Regions from separate parts of the Anas platyrhynchos genome. Here region 1 is linked to region 2. A link is a contact called in public Hi-C data. All regions are on one chromosome and are shown on one strand. The core of a region is the stretch at or near the end of the contact, and the rest is flanking DNA. Distances in the headings are between cores, read along the strand shown. Region 1 has its middle 26 kb from the start of URI1. Region 2 holds the start of C12H19orf12 (chromosome 12 C19orf12 homolog).

What was found. Hi-C and Micro-C count contacts between places; a contact is called where the count stands out from the background.
Region 1: a Hi-C map of F1 follicle shows a contact between it and region 2, with 2.7 times the contacts expected there. The contact joins the enhancer-like site here to the promoter of C12H19orf12 in region 2. A contact is called at or near these places in 3 of 8 Hi-C or Micro-C datasets (F1 follicle, liver and skeletal muscle).

Annotation. Positions count from the first base shown.
Region 1 is chr12:19,888,918-19,894,672 of IASCAAS_PekinDuck_T2T, reverse strand. No RefSeq gene overlaps it. Among named protein-coding and RNA genes, the nearest start is that of URI1, 26 kb to the left of the region's middle. Within about 2 kb of position 3,037, at least 3 of the 8 cell types and tissues checked have an H3K27ac peak or open chromatin away from gene starts, as enhancers often do. A contact at or near this core is called in F1 follicle, where this site is marked.
Region 2 is chr12:19,831,447-19,836,402 of IASCAAS_PekinDuck_T2T, reverse strand. It overlaps C12H19orf12 (chromosome 12 C19orf12 homolog), which reads left to right and starts at 2,769. Exons shown (of 3, transcript XM_072043830.1): 1 at 2,769-2,866. LOC101792714 reads left to right here. Exons shown (of 6, transcript XM_072043827.1): 6 at 2,771-3,044. The coding sequence ends at 2,961.

The DNA.
Region 1 (5,755 bases), core at 1,788-4,287, 58 kb before region 2:
TAGTTCTCAGACACCTTTCTGACAGCAGCTGGAGGAGAATCCAGCTCAGCACTATCTACAAGGGTGTTTACACAAATAATGTGTGCTGAAACCTTTTACACATCTTGGCAATTTCAATATTCACTTTATTCATCAGTCTGTTAAAAGGGATTCTATCATCAAGAAAGAATTTTTTTTTATTATTTTTATGATAAATTCATCACTGAAAAGAAAGAGACAATTGTTACCCACTTCTTGCTGAAAGCAGGGTAGGTTACTTTAGGTATCCAGAACATCACGGCAAACCACCTGTGCCAGCTGCCTTGCTGTCCCCAACAGGGAAAAGGACCACATGTGTGAAGGGCTTTGCATCTGTTACAACTGTTTTGCACCCACACTGCTTTAAACGAACTGCTGTTGGGTGGAAGAGCTTCCACAGCTCTTCTGACCAGCCAGCTGACTCGGGAATACTTTGGGGCATTTGGGAGGCAGGTTTGGAGCTGGCCCTGGGCTGGGGCACACACCCAAGTCGCATCCCAGTGCTGTCCTCTGATCCTAGACACACTCCTACCCAGGCACAGAGCTGGCTCCAGGCGCATCCTTTACTCTGAACTTTCCCTGATGCCCGTGCTAATATTTTACATTCCCATTGTATCTTTTGAGGAATATGTTGTGTTTTCTTTCCACAGAAGAGTGTAGCCATCAAACTGTTCCATCCCTGCCACACAATGAGTCATGGGCTGCTTGGTAATACTGGGGGAAAATACCCCTTAGTCTGCAATGAAATCCATCCTCCTTGTTTTTAACATCCAAGTAATAAAATTCACACAGCTAAATGAAAGATGTTGTTAATTATTTTACAGACTCGTTGCCAATTCATTCTCTCCCGTGTTATATTGAGGTCAGTTAAGTGCTGCGGTTTGCTCCATACTTCACCAGCGACACAGCATGTGCAATGCTGAGAAAAATGGGTGAGAAGGTGTATTTCTTTAAGTCAAACAAGATAAAGTTTGTTTGCCAGTTGATTACTAAACCTAGGAAAGATCAAACGTCTCCAATCAAGGAGAACTGGGTACAGCGGTTCCTAGCAAGTGCTGTGGCTAATTCCAGACCAAAGGGGAAGCAGGATAAGAGGAAATTTATGAGTAAGCTCTTGAAGTAATGAATCGAAAGTAATGCTGATTGGCCTCATTTACAGCAGTTCAAAAGCTGATCGTCATTGCTGAAGTAGCAAAGGATCAACTGACAATTGGTCCCACGGCAAGGAGTGGAGTTGACCCGCAGGAAGCAGTGCTGGGGGCTGCAGGCTGGGCTGCCACGGCCACTGGCCCCTGTGGCCCTGGCCCTGCTGGGGCACCAGCGGAGCATCCCTGGGGAGCAGGGCACACAGTGCTGAGCATCACTGGCTGGGTTTTGCCTCCATGAAAGAGGGGGACAGGAGCTGCAGGGTGGTTGAGTGCGGCCATCAGGTGCTAGCAGATGCCTGCCGGGAGAGGAAAGCTGTGAAGCACAAGGCCAAGCACTGGCCCAGGGCTCATGCAGGGTCCTCGCTGCCCGCCCGGCGCCACCAGGGCTCTGCTCGCCTCCAGCAGCCAGTCAGCAATAAATCAAAGCAAAAGCCAGTAAATCTTCAGTGATTCCAGCTCCTATTTTTAGAACTAAGGATGTTTCTCACCAGCGCATCACTGTATGCTCACGCAGAACCAGGGCAGGGAGAGCGAGCAGCACATTTGTTACCAATATACCTTCACTTTGAGATGGAGTCTGACCCATGTCTAGGTCAGAGCTGTCCAGGAATATATTATTTGTGAACATGGAGCCATCTGGAAAACATGTGATTCGGCTGAATTTGGACAAAAGCATCTGCCCATAGGTTGCACCATGAAGCATGCAGTGTATGGAAATGTTTGTCTCATCCTGGCTGAGGTACATTGTTATGACTAATTTTTGTAGGCCACACTGCATTCAGTCAGGATGTGCAGTGAAAACAACATGCCTGATAAAATTTTGAGGCAAAGAAATGTATAAATTTTGAAACTGTGGAGCGAAAAATGGCATTTTCCACCCACATGTATGATCCTTACATAAGCACCAACTCACTGCCCGCACACCCGCGTGGCTGAAAGCCTGGCATTTCCCCATGGGCTTTCTCGTAGCTGGGGACAACCAAGGGCAACGCTCAGAGCCGCAACAAGTTTTTTTAGGCTCTGCATACGAGGACAGGCTGAGAGAACTGGGCCTGTTTAGCCTGGAAAAGAGAAGACTGAGGGGAGACCTCATTAATGTCTATAACTATCTGAGGGGAGGGTGTTGAGAGGGTGGAGCAGGTCTCTTTTCAGTTGTGCCCAGTGACAGATTGAGAGGCGGCAGGCACAAACTGAAGCCCAGGATGTTCTGGCTGATTATGAGGGGGCACTTGTGTACTGTGAGGGTGACTGAGCACTGGCACAGGCTGCCCAGGGAGGCTGTGGAGTCTCCTTCTCTGGAGATATTCAAAACCCGTTCTGTGCATTGTACTCGGCAGGGGGTTGGGCTGGATGATCTCCAGAGGTCCCGTCCAACCTCGGCCATCATTCTGTGTCTCTCTGTTTTGCCACAGGGCGACCCAGCGCGGCCCTGGCGGCCCGCAGCCCGGCCGTCCCGGGGTTCCCCCCGCGGGTGCGGGCCCCAGGGCAGCCCCCAGAGCCCCGCAGCCGGCGCTCCCCGCCCGCTGGGCGCCCGGGCAGGCGTGGGGCGGCCCCGCGGAGCCGCCAGGTGGCAGCAGACCCCCGGCAATACGGCCGAGCTGCGGCGGCGCCCCGCGGCCGGCCCGGGGCGGCGAGGCCGGGTCGAGACTCGGGAGCGAAGCGACCCCGCTGGCTCCCGTCCCACGGCCGAAATCGCTCGGGCGACGGGGCACGCCTGAGGCGGGGGCGGCGGCACAGGCGGCCGCTGTCCCGAGGGCAAGAGCGGCCCTCGCCCCGCGGGCTGAAGGCCCAGGCGTGCCCCGCGAGACCCGGGGAGCCGCGGCCTCGGGCCCCGCAGTCCTGGCTGTGCAGGGCCGAGCAGCTCCGCGGCCCCGGAGCTGAGGGGCCGAGCGGCACCGAAGGGCGGTGTTGTTCGCAGCCACCGTGCACGGCCGGCAGTGCACACCCAAAGGGGTACCGTCGCGGTGGTAGCCCCACATGGGCACCTGTGGGGCTGAAGTTGTTTCTTCATAAGCTGGAAATGCGGACACAGCCCTGTCCACACTGATTTTTCTCCTCAACGATCTCATGCGCAAATGGAGACTGCTCCACATCGCCTCAATTAAGCGGCCAAGATGTGCTGAATAATGAATGAGCATGGAAAGGCCTCAGCTGCAGCCAGGCCTGAGTCCCGGCGTGGCTCCAAGTGCCACTTTGCTGGGGAAGCATCTCTCAGATGAATGGGGGCATCGCGGGTACCTCTTCTGTGCCCATCCCACCCAGGACTGTGAGCCTACAGGCACTGGTGGGGAGAGGATTGAGCCCAAGGGCAGCAGGGAGAGCTTAGACCCAAGCATCCCACAACCCCATCCCTTCATCTCCCTGCCCAAGGCTGCCAGTCCCCCACTACATTTCTATCTCTTGTATATAGACCACTGCCTGCTTTGAATGAGTTACAGTGCCTGCGTTATGTATATGAGATTAAACTAAAAGTTAATAAAAGTCGCATCAAGCAAGACCATCAAGTGTTTGTTACAAGAAACAAGGAAAATAAGTCTTCCATTCCACTCTGTTTTTGCATTTATTTGGGGGCAAAGTATGCACAGAATGGCATTTTGCTCCCACCTTGTGCAGCAACATACCTTTGTTTAAAAGACTATAAAGAGCAGAGATGTGAAATGAGTGAATACAATTTGAGGTTATTGCTTGGGTGGGCAAGAGAACATGAAAATTTAAAACATCGCAGCAGCCTACAGATGTAGGCAAACTCCTGGCTGTTCAAGGAACTGATTGTTCAGTAAATGCAAACGGACAAAGCAAAGCATCACTGAACTTGAAAGATAAAGGTCGTAACAATAGAGGCTTCTTAGAGTGGGAGTCATTTTTTCTCTTTTTTCCCTGTTTATATAAGTAAAATACAATTTGAGCAACTGGAACATCAGCTCTTTGCAGTGAAAGGTAATTTGGCTGGAACAGCCAATAAGATCATGTAAGATTCTCTAAAGAAAGCCCAAATGTGTGTCCTCGTTTCATTAATAAATGGCTTGAATCCAAGCATAAAAATGATGTGACTATAATGGTTTATCCAACTGGTAGCCACATTCCTTGTTAGCGAGAGATCCCATGTGGGAACGTTAAAATAAGACATCCCCACATAGCCTGGAAGTGATGAAACGCGACCTAGCAGCTTCAGCACGCATCAGAGGATGGAGCTTAGTAATAAAATATTCAAATAAACAATTCAGCCCTAAATGTTTCTGTACCTGCTGGGTGTCCAGATTTTGAAACTGGGATTTAAAGATCTTTATATTTCTATGTGCCAAGTTTCCATAAGTAAATTTGAAACGAAATGTAACAAGCTGATAATTAGGAACTGATTTGTAGCTGGAAATATAACTGGATCATTTAAACCCGTATGTTGGCTTAGCGCTGGAAAACCAGCAAAATCTAGCATCTCTTTGTGAATAAATCTTTGGCATGCCACAGGTAGGAGAGGGACCATGTGATATGGTAGGTTCTCATTTTTTGCTTCAGTAGACTCATTTTTTATTGAATAGCAGAGTAAATATTTAAGCAAAACTAGTGTAAACTGCTGGCAGGTATGCCATGCTAAGTAGCAGTCATTTACTTTTAAATAATTAAAAGTCAATATACAAGCATAGCATTCTTGTTTCTGTGCAGAGTACAGTACCACTGCTCTGCCTACGTGTCACTTCTGAGCTTGATTTACTAATAAAACGTTTAGCTCAGCTCATTCTGAAAAAGAGAAAAAAAAAAAAAAAAAGGGTTTTAAAAAGCAGCCCACTCTGTTGTGTATGTTTTGGGGTATTTTGGCTACACAGACCCCAGCTATTTCTGCATGTGAGACTGAATTTGCATTACTTGTGGGGCTGATAGGGAAAGCCCTGATTTCCTTTGCATTATGCATAGTGGAAGTGTCAGGATGGCTCTGATGGCGTTTAATTAAATATTTGGCAGTGTTTAATTAATTAAATATTTAAACATTAAATACTAAATAGGATGTGATATCTGCTTAGTGGACATTATGTCTCAATAGCCATTAGTCATTAAATAGGACTCAAATTGGCCCTAGAAGACTCCCCTTAGCTAAGCAAGGTCTTAAGTACATGCACTTTCGGATCTTCATTAATAAGTAATAGAGGCCAATTCAGACTATGTAGCAACACAGATATCCCTATTAACGAAAATGTTAATGTCTCTGTTTGAGACCACGCTCTCCAGCCCAGACAGCAGGCAAGGCGCTGGGCTCGCCGGCTGATTTATGGGCAGCTGGCCGGAGCTGGATCTCCCGCCCAGACCTTCCCAGAGAAGAACAAAGGCGCAGAGCTCAGATGCCTGTGGTCTACCAGGCCCAGTGTGTCTGGATGGGACTATTTTAGGTTAACTTCAGGGAATTTTAAATTAATGACGTGGTTTAGCATTTGCACACACTTGCACTCTCTGCAAGAGCCCTGCTGCCCGGGGAGCCATGTAGAGCCTCGGCGCAAATGAGAATCAGGCTCTGCACATCCTCCCTCTGCCAGATTCTCACAACCATTTGCCATGGTCGGATCCAGCCAAATGCTAACACACGCCAGCACTTTCAACGC
Region 2 (4,956 bases), core at 1,520-4,019:
CATACTGTCAGAAGAAAGAGCACAGTGCCCTCTAGTTACAGTTCATTGAAATAGAGAAATGTGCAAGGTCTGTAAAGTTTAGTATCTTGTTACTTTAACATCACAGAATTGTCTCCTTTTCTCTTTTTGTCAAAAAATATAATCAGAAGAAGAAAGCTGAAAAAGACTATAAACAAGGTTCTGTGCTTAGAGACATCTTGACAGTGACTGAATGTCACCATGTAGAAGCATCTCACCACTGTTGCTTTATTTTCTTTTACAAGTTAGAATTTGTATTAACGCAGCCAGTAGACAAGTCATCCTCTACTCATCAACTTTAGGCCTTGATGTGCTTGACTTAAAAGTAGTATTTGTAGCATACTTAATTATATAACCCAGTCTCATTATAGACTGGGCACTGCCATTGCTGTTCTTCACATTGACAGTCTGAATAAATCTCCAGCACAGCAGATGCATGTGGACTGCATGTGTCACACATGGATCACAGCAGGAGTTGGATACCTTGCTATTTAGGAAAGCTTTGTGTTTTTTTTTTTTTTATAGTTTCACAGCAGTCTTGGGTTTTGCTGTTTCAGTCTTTGCCTAGTAGGACTAACCTATTGTCATACACCTGTATGATCGTGCTCTTTAATTATTTGGCTCTTCATTTTTCCTGCCGATGTGAAATAATTGCCAAACAACTACCTGCTAATGTGCCTTATGCATCTGTCCTAAAAACCAATACCGACTAGGAACACAGTTCCTCTGGGAATGCAGGAAAGTACAGTTGCACAAATCTGCGGTCAGTTGTAGCACCTTGATTATGCATTGGTATCTATGTAAAACAAATAATATTTCTAAGAGTACATAGGTGCTATATAAATAAAATTCTAATTTTTCTGGAACAGGATTTCAGTAATAATGTTATAAATAACTAAAAATGAATTATTTTGTTGTTGTAAGCAGGACAACCACAGGAATATAAAATATGCAAAGAAATAACCATAGCTTTAATCGCATATATGTGATTCTGCTTTGTTTAAAATTTTCAATAAGTACTGTGTGGAATGTTTTTATTCTTTTATGTTAAAAAATTGTAAGAAGCAGTTATTGTTCCTAGCTGGAAAAACAGACATGAGACCTAAAAAGAAATTTCAAGAGTATTTTTATTGATCCCTTTTCTTTGGTGAAGTAGCAAGGTGACACACAATTATTCTTTCCTAAAGCATCATTAATAACTTAGGCTTCTGATGAAATATTATATAAATAAACAGTGTTTTGAAGCAGACATTTTTTTCTTACATATATGTTTTTCCTAGTTTTCTCAAGCTCTAACCATCTTGCATCAGCATATTGTCACCAATTAAAGCAATTTATATGTTCTTAAAGGTCAGAACTAATGCTTCACAACATTCCCCTATGTAAGGGATGAAGTGTTGAGAGCGACTCTTAAGATGGGCAGTTCAGAATGAAGGGATGAAAAGGATGCTTAGTAACTCTAGAACGAGGGCTTTTCTAGTTTTCCCAGCTAGTACTGTCTTGTGTTGTACAGAAAGCACTCTAATAACCTTTTGTGTCCATGGAGAACCTTTCCATGGTCCAAACAGTAACACATACTGTATACAGAAAAATTGTCATTTTGTGTTCCGTTGATATTTACAGAAAGAGAAGAAGTCTTTATCAGTGTTGTCTTTTGAGTTTTAGCAAACTAGCTGGAGCTATCAATGCAGCCTATAACCACTGCTTGCTTTCCTATTTTTGTGTTGCTGAAATTTGCCGTGAAGCAGAGTGTGTTCTTTTTCAGTTCTCTGTGAGTAAGGCCCTTTTTGTTTCTTTGGTGAAGATCTGCTAGTTGTCAACATAAATTCAGCAGAGACCTGGCAGAAATACACGCCAGTCCAACTACCATTATTGTGATTTAAACTGATGACTGAAGAATTGTAATGAGCACAGCTCTGCTGAATAGTTCTGCCACTTTAATGATCTCACCAGACTTGCAAAAAAGAGTGTGAGCTGATATAATAAATGGAAGCAAGAATTTCATCTTATTCTTGTGTCTATATACTGATTACTTCATAAAAAGATTGAGAAGAGGTGGTTACTCAGTTCATTTAAGGTGAGGGAAAATGAAAACGCAGTTAAAAATCCACATAGCACATGGTAATCCCCATGGTCACTCCAGCAGCAGTAAATCCTTTCTCAAGACAATGGAGCTGGTTTGTTTGGAATCTATACTAGGTGCTACTGCAACACAGTAGAAAATAACTGTTTTCTGCATGTGGTACCCCAAGCACAACAGAGCCACTTAAGCACAATGGTAAACAGTCACATTAAATAGATGGGTCAGGTCTTGCTGTGCAAACGCTTCCTGAATTCAGCATCTCTTCTTACCAGGGATGTTTTTCCTTTGGGGTGGGTGGGTGGAGGGGGGGAGGAGAGAGAAGGGGTACAGTTATGGGTACCAAGACTCGACTTTCATCTCTTGTACCACTGAAACCATCTTCTGATATGCAGTCAGGAATATTATTCTGCAGTGTTTCATATGATAACAGAATGCAAAATTAAATGAAAGTGATATTTTCTTAATAATCATTGAGAGCTAAAGGAGTTTTCTTGAAATCAGTTGCATCACTCTATTATAGAACTAAGAAATACTACGCTTATGAGTTTCTTGAGATACAGTTTTTCAAAGACAAAGGTAAGTTGGAGCATGTAGTCATTAGAGAATTTTAAAGATGGGTTAGAGTCAGAGGATTTAACCCTATTTTTTATTTATTTTTTTCTACTTCAGAGGTTCAACATGCTGTGAAGATTCCTGTGCTGATTGGGTCTGGAGTGACTATGGAGAATGTCAAGAATTACGTGGATGCAAATGCTCTAATAATTGGTTCGTATTTCAAGAAAGGAGGTTATTGGGCAAACAGTGTTGATCCTGAGCGAGTAAAGAAATTTATGGATCACATAAGTAAACTGAGAGAATGAGTTTGTCAAACAGTATTCTTTTTGTGTGTATACAAATGCAGTATGATATATCGCACTGAATTAAAGCACAAATGTACACTTTAGTGGCTAATAACTTTAAATTAAAACGCACATCATCTCCATAACTAACTGGGGAACGTGGTGACACTTTACAATGAACTGGTGCTATGATGTTTGTTCCTAGGCAGCAGAATTCTGTAGCACTCAAAGCCACTGCCAAGACAAAACCAGCTCTCCAAAGGCTTTTATAATATATTCTCTCCTATATGCAAAGTGCTTATGGAGTTTAAGAAATTGTAGTAAATACTGATTGCAGGATGAGCTGAGTTTTGCTTTGCATGTGAGTACAATAGGACACCCTAAGTTTACAGCTACCAGTATTGTAAATTGGACAAGTTAATTAGCCTTTCAGTTTCCCATCTGTAAAATGATGATAATAGTACCTACATCACAGGGGGGTTGTAAGACATAATAAATGGATGAATGTACAGCACTTTCATCTCCTCAAATGAAGGGCTCTATTAAAGTTCAAGATCATTATTTTTTCATTAGAATTGTGCATTTATTACAAAAATGTAATAATTGTATACCATACAAAAATTTAAGATAATTGGGAAATTGATTTACTTACAATACTTATTAGAGAATAAATGTAAATATTTAATTACATTTTAAGTAGAGTTGGAATTTAGTCAAAATGTTTTTGCAAAAATTGGAAACTTTATTAAAGGCTTATTGTTATTTTCCAGCAAGCTCCTACAGCTTTGTACCTCTTCAGACTAGTATTAGTGATGTTTAAAACTGCCAGGTTCCTTCCAATACGCAAGTTATAGTTATGATGGAATTCTTTCTACCAAAACTGACAGGGAAACATGGATTTTCATTTTTTCCTCTAAAATGTAGAGGAAAAATGTGATGATCTATCTATATTGTTAAAGGTACCCCTTAAATTTAATCTTTTAGCTGTAAGGAATACAAAACAAAGAAAAAACAGAACAACAGAAACACAGCAATGAATACCTGTTGTGTCATGGCTGTATAAAATGTGGACATATGTTTTCATTCCTTGGGATTGCAAGCTAAGTTTACCCTCTGGGATCTCTCTCCTGACATGTATGCATCAGGCTTCTGCTGATGCTAATGAAAGTTATATTGTACATATCAAAGCGAGCATACAAACATATTTCTTCTGTCAGCTGGCAGAGTGCCCATGCTTCTCTGAACAAAAGATACATCCTCCTTCCAAAGACAAAAGAGATTTTTTCAAGAAATTTAGCTTCATTAACAGAATGGTGATTCTAAAACATCACAGCATGAGATCAAGTCTTCTCTTTAGGTTCCCTTTTTTTGGACTAGTCTGTCTCCCACATGACTCCCATTAAAAGCAGACATAACTTTAGACATAACGTTGACCTCCTAGAGAAGGGGTTGTTTAGACCCTATAACAACCTTGGCATTCTTCTGCTTATATCCCTTTTCCTTCTAAGTATGCTGACAAAGTTTCAATCTATAAAAATCCTTTCAGGTGTCTCTTTATTGTGGGCAGCACTACTTTTTCAAAGTCCACATTTATACATGTGATTTAATGTCCTGAGTATTTGGACTTCCATCACAAACAATGGTTCCATCCCAAACAATGTCCAGAAAGTAGGAGCATTCAAGGATTTATATATATTTTTCCTCTACACACTCATTCACCATTAGCATATTTTGATGTATTTATCAAGTAAACCATTGATCTGGTTTAACTGATAAGTTCTTAGCATAACTAATCAGTTCCATCTTATGGCCTCTTTATTATGAAAAATGCCACATTAAAAAAAAAAATAAAGAAAGATTTAGATATTAGTAATATCAGTGTGCTTAAATTGACACATTTTCCACTTTTGTGTATTTAGGACTGTTGTCAGGCCTTTCACAGGTCTGATCATTGCCTAGAAGACTTAGTGATTGTTGTACCAACAAATATTTTCTAATACAGTTGCCACCAACTTC